2 separate regions of the Mus musculus genome follow, and region 2 is linked to region 1. A link is a contact called in public HiChIP or PLAC-seq data. All regions are on one chromosome and are shown on one strand. Each heading gives the region's core, a stretch centred on a gene start, on an enhancer-like site or on the middle of the called end of the contact. The rest is flanking DNA. Distances are from core to core; before and after follow the strand shown. Region 1 holds the start of Timm50 (translocase of inner mitochondrial membrane 50). Region 2 has its middle 15 kb from the start of Dyrk1b.

Region 1 (4,947 bases), core at 1,691-4,190:
TCTGGGTTAAATGAACACAGGAAAATCAATGGAAATATTTCAATATGTTATTCTTACTCTAGCTCTATCTGTGAGCCTGCCTCTTAAAAGACACAATGTTGAAGCCAGTTTAAACTAGTAGGCACACTTTAACCTCCCATGTCTACCTGCCCAATTTAGGTAATTTGTTTAAACCAGTGGAGAGCAGGGCATGGTGGTGTAGGCCTTTAATTCCAGCAATTGGGAGAAGAGACAAGTGGATCTCTGTGGGTTTGAGATTAGCCTGGTCTACACAGTGAGCTCCAGGACAGCCAGGGCTACATAGAGAGACCCTGTCTCAAAAACAAATAAATAAGAAAAAAAAAAGATAAAACAAGGGGGTTGGCCTCTCCAGTTAAAAGAACAGACTTACCCATCTGCCTAGCATGAACAGAGCGGTCAGTGCTTGTACATGCTGTCTGCAGACCTCCCACACAAACAGGGGCCTTTCGGACCCACAAACGTCACCTTCTCTAAGAAAAGGTCCGGTAAAAACCACAACTATTCCACTATCGAATTTATTGGAAGTCCCTTAACAAACTCTGGTAGTCGGGGTGTGTGGAGAAGCAGGGCAGAGACACAGACACAGACACAGAGAGACACTGTTTTGGAAATGAGGCATGGGTTGGAGTAGGGACTTGGGGATTTAAAAAAAAAAAAAAGGTGTTATAAAAGAGTGGGGTCAGGGGCTGCAGATGCCAAATCTAAGGCACAGAAAGCCCTGTGTCTGGGATGGACTGCTGACGCTCCCTGCCCCCATCTGTCCCTGACCATCTGCTCCAGGGCGGTGGGGCCGCGAAAGGGAGCTTTTGTCACGTCTGTCCCCTGAGCCATCTAACTGCCACACCTCGGATGGAGGAGGGGTTGGTGTATGAGACAGGCCAAGAGCACTCTACAGGAATAAACAGAGCAGCAGAGGTGGGAAGGAAGCCCAGCTCTGTGTTTAATCACTCACCGCTGTCGAATTCATCAGGAATCTGGGGAAAAAAGGAAAGGTTTGAACCGGCAGAGGCAGGAGCCCAGCACATTCAGTCTGCGAGTTCCAGGCTGAGTCCCAGAGAAGAAGGGAGAGGCTCAGTGCAGACTATAGAGAGCCTGACCCAATGGAAGGCAACCTGCCCCGCACCCTCACAGAACCGACCCCTCACACCTCTGCCTCTCACTCTCCTCACCTTGGTACCATTTTCATCCACAGGGTTGTTTCCTGCCAGGGAAGGAGACAAGAGACAAATGAAGAAAACTGGAGCCTTGGAGCAGTGTCTACTGGGTCTGGAGGGGGGAGGAGAGTGAGGGGTGGGGACTCCCCACTCAAAGGGATTATGGCTAGAGGCACAGCTCCTGGATAAAGGGAGGAAGAGGTTAGGGGTCAGGATTCCAAGTGGGCTGGGGCTGAGCTGGACACACAAGGGGAAGGTAGACTTCTGCTGCTGAGATGGACACATAGCTTCAGGCACGGTGACAGGTTATTTCTCCACCAATACGAACCGCAGTCCCTTGTCCCAGGACTGAAACCAAGCACACTGGTCTAGCCCTACTCTTCCCACCATTCCCTTAGTTCCTGAATTCAGGTACAGGGAACAACTAGAGGATAGAACTTTTAAGTACAAGGGGTCGAAGAGGACTTCTTGAATTTCAAGGTGAGTATCCTAGTTGGAGGAGCCAGGTAATGAACTGAGTATGGGGAAAGAAAGGGGGGGTTCACAGTAGAAATCTGGGGGCCAACAGTCAAGGGTTATGTCTCTCACCAAAAATATAGACGATGCTGACAGTCCCACCAGCTCCGAGCAAACCGGCGATCCAGAGCGCAATTTTTTTGGCATAGCTGGGACCCTCGGAGCCTGGCTGGTGCTGTGGCCCCTGGGCCTTGGAGCCCCCACGGTTGGCAATTTCAGTGACCTGAGTGGAGGGGGATGGAGGAGAGGTCACACAGAGAGAAATAACAGAATACTTAAATTTGTCCAAGCAGCCTCAAGATCAAGAACCAGGAAGTGGACATCCAGAGCAGAAAACTGTGTCCCTGAAGGGGTGAGTTCAGAGGCTGCTCCCCTCAGACAGTCACAACTAAACTGTCTAGAGAATCACAGGGGTTCAAGAGCTGAAAGGGCAAATTGCTCAAGGTCTTGGAAGCAATAGCACTGCAGGGTCTGGAGCCAGGAAGAGTAGGGCAAGGAGAATAAGGGATGGGTGTGTGTGTGTGTGTGTGTGTGTGCGCGCGCGCGCTAGCACAGAGATGTCAAAACTAAAGGGACAGAGGGCACCCAAGGGACAGAACGAACAGTTAAGATATCCGGATACCCAGAGCCCAAGATGGAGGGGTTTGGAAGGGAAGGAAGCAAGAGCGAGGAGAGGCAATCTCCTGTCTGGGACTTTGGGAACGGAAAGTCATGGACTTGGAGGTCAGAATGGCTAGGCTGGAACGGACGGCAGGCTGGATCCTTCCTGTTCCTCTCGCTCAAGGAGGCGATTGAAATGTCACTGGGACAGACCCTGGGTCCCTAGCGCCCTGGGCCCCACCCCCGTCAAGTATCACCTGAATGGTCACCGAGATCAGAACAGGTGACCTCTCCCGGCACCCACGTGGTTGAGACCTGGGCTCCAGGGGATGCACTCCGGGCCTCCATAATCCAGCCCCGGGGGAGCAACTGTGGTCCACACAGGAAGCATGGAAACATCGAAAACGCGGGCTCCGTCCCATTCAGCACCCTGAGGTGCGGTCTCCCAGACCCGCCGGGGTTGCCACCAGACGCCCAAAACTTTAGAGAGAAGCCCCATATCGGGGCGCGCGTCCCGGCGCCGCTCACCTGCTCGGGAGTGCGGGGAGGTGGCGGCGCTAGCCGCGTGCACAGCCCCCGCGCGCCTACCCGGAGCCCGCTCCGCAAGCGCGAGAACAGAGCCGCCGAGGCCGCCATCTTGCGCTGACGCCACGCGGCCCCGCCCACTCGCTCCCTCTCTCCCGCCCAGGCGAGGACTACGACCAATGGGATCGCTGAGGTAGTGCGTGTGGACAGGAACCCGAGAGGGACAAAAAGAACTGGGCGGAGTACCTTTGGTGCGCTCCTAGTCGGTCTTTCCTCTGGCTGAGCGCGAAATTGGAATACTGTCATCTGGCACCACGCCCCCTGGGGCCCTAAGGACCGCCACCATCCAGTCGCTCGGACTTTGCCTTTCACCTCCCATCGTTAGAAATGGACAGAGGCCCAAAAAGTGAGCTGACCCAGCATCCCTCAGTTTTTCTCACGTGGACCAGGAGGCTGAACCAGTCTTCTTTCCCGTCTCCAGATCTCTTTTTACCCCTAACGCCGTGAGTTTGTAGAAAGGACTGGAGTATCTTTCCTTTGCCCAACCACTCATTTGGATCTACCACTCATCTGGATTCAACCAAAGGAACGTTCCGTGCTGACTTGTTTAGGCTTTAGAGTGATTAAGAAAGCAGTGAATTAGGGGTGCGGGAGCCACCATGAGTCTTGCCCAAGTTGTTTTCTATTTGTTTGTTTATTCATTCCTTTATTTGTTTAATCATTTATTATTCACTCGTTCATTCACTCATTTTAAATGTATGAGTGCACTGTCTGCAGGTACAATTGCATGCCAGAAGAGGGGATCATATCTCTTTATAGATTGAACTCAGACCCTCTGGAAGAACAGCCAGTACTCTTAACCGCTGAGCCATCTCTCCAGCCCCCACAAGTTGTTTTCAATGGGAAAAAAAAAGTCAGATTTTTACACTTAAACTTTAAAAATCCAAAGTACTGCAGGGCATTGGTGGCACATGCCTTTACTCCCAGCACTGGGGAGGCAGAGGCAGGCAGATTTCTGAGTTCGAGGCCAGCCTGGTCTACAGAGTGAGCTCCAGGACAGCCAGGGCTACACAGAGAAACCCTGTCTCCAAAAAAAGACACCCACCCACCCACCCAAAAAAATCCAAAGCACTAAGATAGTAAAACTACAAAGTTGGGCAAAGGAAAGCCACACAGAATTCAGAGCTGTTATTTCTGGAGTGGAATGAAATGGATTGGGGTGCTGCTTAAGTGTGCTCAGTCAGCCTCATGCCACAGGGCGTGGTCAGAAGACAACTTTCAAGAGTCGGCTCTCAGCTTCCACCGAGAGTCCAAGGAATCAAAGTTGAGTCATTTGAACTAGGCTGTTTTCCTCACATTAACTTGGGTGAAAATGCCCGTGGTCAAAACACTGCCTTGACATGGTAAGTCTTGTTTGCCTTATATTGATATAACTGTGTGGAGGGAACATAGGTATTCATGAAATATATCTTCATTTTTTAAAAATTAGGTTTTGGGGTTTTTTTGTTTTTTGTTTTTTTTTTTTGGTTTTGGTTTTGGTTTTTCGAGACAGGATTTCTCTGTATAGCCCTGGCTGTCCTGGAACTCACTTTGTAGACCAGGCTGGCCTTGAACTCAGAAATCTGCCTGCCTCTGCCTCCCAAGTGTTGGGATTAAAGGCGTACACCACCACGCCTGGCCTAAAAATTAGTTTTATCAAGTTGGGGAGTGGTGGCACAGATTCTTTTTCTAGATCTAGGTCTTAATTGTTCCCTTGTATTTCACCATAGGCTGGGTAAGTTCTGAACAGTCCAAAATCCATTCTTTTTTTTTTTCTTTTTTACTTTTTAAAAAAAGATTTATGGGGCTGGTGAGATGGCTCAGTGGGTAAGAGCACCCGACTGCTCTTCCGAAGGTCCAAAGTTCAAATCCCAGCAACCACATGGTGGCTCACAACCATCCGTAACAAGATCTGACTCCCTCTTCTGGAGTGTCTGAGGACAGCTACAGTGTACTTACATATATTAATAAAATAAATCTTTAAAAAAAAAGATTTATGTATTTGTTTATTTTGTGTGAGTACATTGCTGTCTCCATTAGCCACTCCAGAAGAGGGCATCAGATTCTATTACAGATGGTGTGAGCCACCATG
Region 2 (4,947 bases), core at 1,551-4,050, 120 kb before region 1:
GAGATAGGAGATGGGAGTGAGGCGTACAGGAGTCAGATGGTGGCTGGGGACCACTGAAGCCCAGTCAGTAGGGAGGAAACTGTCATTCAGTAATTTTAGGTTTGTAGAAAAGTGTCAGAGATTGTGCAGAAACTGTCCCCAGATGTACCCCGCTCCCCTGGTGTCAGTGTCAGATGTACCCCGCTCCCCTGGTGTCAGTGTCTTCTAGGACATACCCACCAAAGCTAGGACATCCGCGCCTGCTCCCGTTTTCTAAGCCTATCTCTCCCATTTGCCTCTGAACATGCTTTTTCTGTTCCAGCTCTGGCCCCGGGGCCACACTGCACTGATCGTCAGTCCCACTCCGGGGCGATCCCTCCAGCCTTCTCTTCTCTAGGGCAGTCTTGAGTGGTGGCAGTCAGCAGTCAGAGTGCCGCTCTGTCTGCGTTTGTTAAGCATTTCCTCAGGGTTGCATAGGGAATGTAAAGCTGGAAAGACTACTAAGGTAGTTGACCTTGGCCTTCATTCAGGGTGTCTACAGGTTTCCCCGGCTCTAGGATTATTGTGTCCACTTCCACTGTCTTTCTGTAAGAATGGTCACGAACTTCATCTCACACTCAAAGTAAGGGACACTTAAGCTCTAATTCCTGGAGAGAAAACTGTCACGAGGATTTGTGTCCATATGTTAAAACTACTCCAGCACAATAGCCTGCTTTCTGTTACTATAGCAAAGTACCTGAGACTAGGTCATGTATAAAGAGCTCAGTTCAGACTTGAGGTAGATGCCACCATGTCTGAAAGGGGTCAGCAGTAAGACAGGCAGCCAGACAGTGAGGAAAGGCCAGGCTTGCTTTTGTATAATGCTCATGGGGACTAACTGGAGTCTCATAGAGAGCACACCCCCAGTGACATCGTTACGGTGAAGATGAAGCTTCCAGTAAATGCCCCTCTGAGCACTGTTCACACCTTCCAGGGCTAATATACAGTAATTGGCAGACTCAGAGGACACTGGGGCTGTGACACTGTCCCCTGCCCCTGAGTGTCACCACTGCTGGCACTCCTCACCAGTGGCTCTGGCCTGTGACATTCTAATAAGAATTATTGTATTTTTGTTGTTGTTAGTTTATTTCTATAGTGGCTGTGTTGGCATGAACTCAAGGTGTCCATTTCGTAGCTGTCTGACCCAGTGTTGCTCTGACTGTTTTGTCCAAGCTGCTGCTGCCTTCCGGGCAGGCTCCTGCATCCTCCCTGTTTTCTCTCCTTGTGTTTTCTCTGTGCCCCTGCACCGTGTCACAGATTCATGGGCTTTTTTCCAGGCAGCTCTGATCCCTTCTACTGGAGAACAGTGTTAGACTCAGGTCTAGGCATGGGGTGTGCCACTACTTCCTGTCCTAGCTGGTGCTGCCTAGGGTATCACTCATCTGTAGCCTCCCACACGCACATCTCTGTATCCCTCTGTTCATGCCTCTGACTCAGGTCAGCACCTAGGAGCCACACAGATTCCTGCTTCCTTGGGACCTTCTAGATGGCAAGCAAACTCCTTTGTGTGCTTTTCGTTCTTGTCTGGTCATCTTGGCAGAAGCTAGCAGCATGACCAGGCCTGCATGTGAAGCACTTCTCTCTGCAGCCAGACTTTGCCTGCCATTCTGCTGACCCCAGAGACAGCATCTAGCAAGTCCCAGTGTTTCACCATTTACTTACTGTCTGGGAGCTCTCCTCGCTCGCCTCAACTTCTAGCAGTCTCACAATCACAGTCTTGTTTCCTACCTGTGCTGGTATGTCTCCTCGTCTCCTCCTACTCTCGAGGCTTGTGAAACACCCTCTGCCCCTGGTAGTCCTTGGGCTGTCAGCTCTGTATGCTGCCTCACCCTGCCCTCTCTCAGAGTGACCCTTGAGTGGCCACCGGCTCACCCAGCCTGTCCACAGGGGCTTGCATCTCCCTTCTGCCACTCTGCCTCACCCATTGCCGTCCTCCCACTCCCAACCCCCATTTTCAGCCCTGTTAAACTCTGTGGGAAACCACTAACTCAGAAGCTCCCCAGTGTGTAGCCACAAGGAAACAGACCTCCAGGAGTCTGTTCATTCCTGCAGAGGCCCTATAGAGTGGGGGGAAAGGAGGTCTGCCTCTGTGTCTGTCATGGTCGGCCCTGGGTGTCCTCTTGAGTCACATCTGCACCACAGCTCCTGTCTCTTAATACATGTTGGAGCTGCCCCTCCAGGAACCTTCAGATGTCACCATCCCTGCCTAGAGTCAGGGCTCTGCTGTGTGTCACAGCATCCAGAGTAGCTGACAGATTCTCTGGGTGTTGGCCACATTACAAGTCTGCCACTGTGGAGTCTGGCTGTGAGGACAGCAAGTTGGTGACCATGAGCTGTCAGTATGGCCATTTGATCCATCTTAGAATGACCAGTGTGGTGACACAGACCTGTCCCAGCACTTGAGAGGCAGATGATCACAAGTTTTGAGGCCAGCCTGGTTTCAGAAGCCCAAAGTATACCAATAACTGCCGACCATGTCACAGTAGCTTCCCCAAGCCAGGCACAGGCTTGAGCCTTTGTAGGCTTGTGTTCAGTTACTGCTTAGTCTTCCCAGAAGATGTGCTGGGGATAGGGCCTGGGCCTGGAGACTCAGCCATACCATAGACAAGATTCAGTCACCTTGGAACAGGCTCTCAATAAGGCATCTGGAGTTTAAACTTATCACCTGTTTTGTTTAAGACAGGAGTCTTGGAGCTGGAGAGACAGCTAGGCAATTAAGAGTACTTGATGCTCTATAGAGGACAGAGCTTCAGCTCTTTATGTGGCGGCTCACAGCCATCCATAACTTTAGTTCCAGAGACTCCAATGCCCTCTGCTGACCTCTATAGTCACCAGGCACACATGCATATATGCAGGCAGAACATTCATACACAAAAGATACTATTTAAAAGCCAGGTATAGTGGATCAGCCTTTAATCCCAGCATTTGGGAGCTAGAAGCAGGCAGAGCTCTGAATTCAGGTCCAGCCTGGATCTATAGAGAGAGTTCCAGGGCACCTGGGCGCTACACAGTGAGACCTGTCTGAAAAAAAAAAGAGAGAAGGCAAGGCTGGGGAGCCCAGCTTTACCTCAGACTCACTGTAGTTTGACCTTGACCCCTGACTCTCCTGCTTCCACCTCCCAGCCTGCTGGGTCTCCAGGCCTGCGCCTATGACCAGGCTCAAGCCTTTTTCAGATAGAAAGGCAGGCATCCTGGGCCTCTGGGCGTGCCTTTAACCACTTTCTTCCTTGGAGCTCTGGTTTTTTTTTTTGACTTCTCCCTTTAGGAAGAGCTTCAGTGCCTTCCTTCACCAGCGGCTAAAACTTTCCTTTGTCTTCAGTTGTCCTGAAGAAAAAGGAATTCTTCATTTCAGGGAAGTTTAAACACCTAAAAGCAGAAAGCCCTAATATACTCCTGTCCTAATATAAATCCTGCTGTCATCTTTAACTGCTGACTTCACCCCTCCCCAACCCCTCTGCTTGCTGTCCTAGCAAACTCAAGTATGTCTAATAAAGGGGCTTTTTATTTTATTTTTTCCTTTTTGAGACTGTCTCAGTGTAGCCCTGGCTGATCTAAAACTTCCTCTGTAGACCAGGCTAGTCTTGAACTCACAGAGCTTCCACCTGCCTCTGCCTCCCAAGTGCTGAGATTAACAGTGTGTCCCACCAGGCCTGGCTACTGGAAGGGCTTTTTAAGGAAAGGCTCACCATGATGTGATTCTTTGACCCAAGTTACTCATCTGCTGGCCAGCTGAGTCCCTTCCTAGTCCTCGGTTCCCTTTCTCCTACTTTTCTTTGCATGGTGTCGTGTCGCCCTGGAGATCTTCCTGTAACCTTACACTCAGGGCCTGTCTCCTCGACTCTCTGCTGAAAGTGATCCTTCTTAAAGATGGGCCAGGTTGTTTGGCAGTCATGTCCCCTGGAGTAGGACATTTAATCTGCCCGTGGCGGCTTGCCACGGTTGTGGCCTCTTCCCTTATTTGGCTTCGTTTCTGGATCCCTGTCCACTCCGGCCAGGTCAGGCCTCCTGGGGTGCACCTCGCTTGCTCGCTCTCTCGCCCGCTGTAACTTTGTGCAGAGCACACAGCATCCATACTAGTCAAAGGGAGCATGAATGATGGCCGTTGCCTGCTGGGAGCTTCAAGAGGGAATAAATGAGGCCAGTCTGCCCTGCTGTGTCCCAGTACCACCCAGACCACCCACCACGGGGCCCAGCACTCAGTGCTCAGGAGCCATGTCCAGAATGAGTGATGTTAGGATGGTGGGTGGGTGGCTGGGTGGGATGGATGGATGGATGCTTGTCAAGCTCAGAAGTTAGCCACTTACCATGAAAGCAATAGGCAGCCACAGAAGTGTGTGCAGCAGAACCGGCCCATTTCCTCAGCCTTGAATGTGCATTTGAATTCTCTGGGACATGGGAAGGGCCCAAGATACCACACTTCTAAGGGGCCCAAGATGTGATGGCCTGAGACAGCAAGGGCCTTGATGTGCTGTTCAGTCAGTAGTGACCAGGACCAGTGTCTTAGAGCACTTGAGAATGTGGCTCGTGTGAATTGAGATATATTTTAAGTGTAAAACGCCCACCTGATTTGAAAGATGTGGTACAAAAAATAATTTTTATATTGCTCACATGTTGATATGGTAATATTTTGGATATCTTGGGTTAAATAAAATATATTATTAAAATTAATTTATATTTGTTTTTATTAAGTGGCTACTAGAAAGTTTAAACCTTTTAATCCCAGCACTTGGGAGGCAGAGGCAGGCGGATTTTTGAGTTCGAGGCCAGCCTGGTCTACAAAGTGAGTTCCAGGACAGCCAAGGCTACACAGAGAAACCCTGTCTCGAAAAAAACAAACAAACAAAAAGTTTAAACTCGGGCCATCAGAATGGCTTAGCAAGTGAAAATGCTTGCCATCACACCTGATGACCTGAGTTCAAGCCCCAGAGC

What was found. HiChIP or PLAC-seq counts read pairs in DNA pulled down with a chosen protein or histone mark.
Region 2: an H3K4me3 HiChIP or PLAC-seq map of embryonic stem cells shows a contact between it and region 1, with 22 read pairs. The contact joins the enhancer-like site here to the promoter of Timm50 in region 1. A contact is called at or near these places in 21 of 39 promoter capture datasets (the 3T3-L1 cell line, the C10 cell line, the HPC-7 cell line and 10 more), 2 of 15 datasets of contacts at CTCF or cohesin (the NIH/3T3 cell line and pro-B cells), 33 of 484 Hi-C or Micro-C datasets (the AML12 cell line, B cells, the G1E-ER4 cell line and 18 more), 17 of 115 datasets of contacts at active chromatin or transcription factors (the 230-238 cell line, the SCID.adh cell line, T-cell acute lymphoblastic leukemia and 11 more) and 4 of 9 other capture datasets (adipose tissue, embryonic stem cells, liver and 1 more).

What each region holds. Positions count from the first base shown.
Region 1 is chr7:28,309,106-28,314,052 of GRCm38.p6, forward strand. Timm50 (translocase of inner mitochondrial membrane 50) reads right to left here and starts at 2,941. Exons shown (of 11, transcript NM_025616.3): 1 at 2,820-2,941; 2 at 1,764-1,914; 3 at 1,191-1,222; 4 at 974-995. The coding sequence starts at 2,927. It overlaps Gm51445 (a long non-coding RNA gene), which reads left to right and starts at 735. Exons shown (of 3, transcript XR_003946618.1): 1 at 735-1,655; 2 at 1,985-2,043; 3 at 2,980-3,668.
Region 2 is chr7:28,192,786-28,197,732 of GRCm38.p6, forward strand. It overlaps a transcript of Dyrk1b not described here. Among named protein-coding and RNA genes, the nearest start is that of Dyrk1b, 15 kb to the left of the region's middle. Within about 2 kb of position 2,801, at least 25 of the 459 cell types and tissues checked have an H3K27ac peak or open chromatin away from gene starts, as enhancers often do. A contact at or near this core is called in embryonic stem cells, where this site is marked.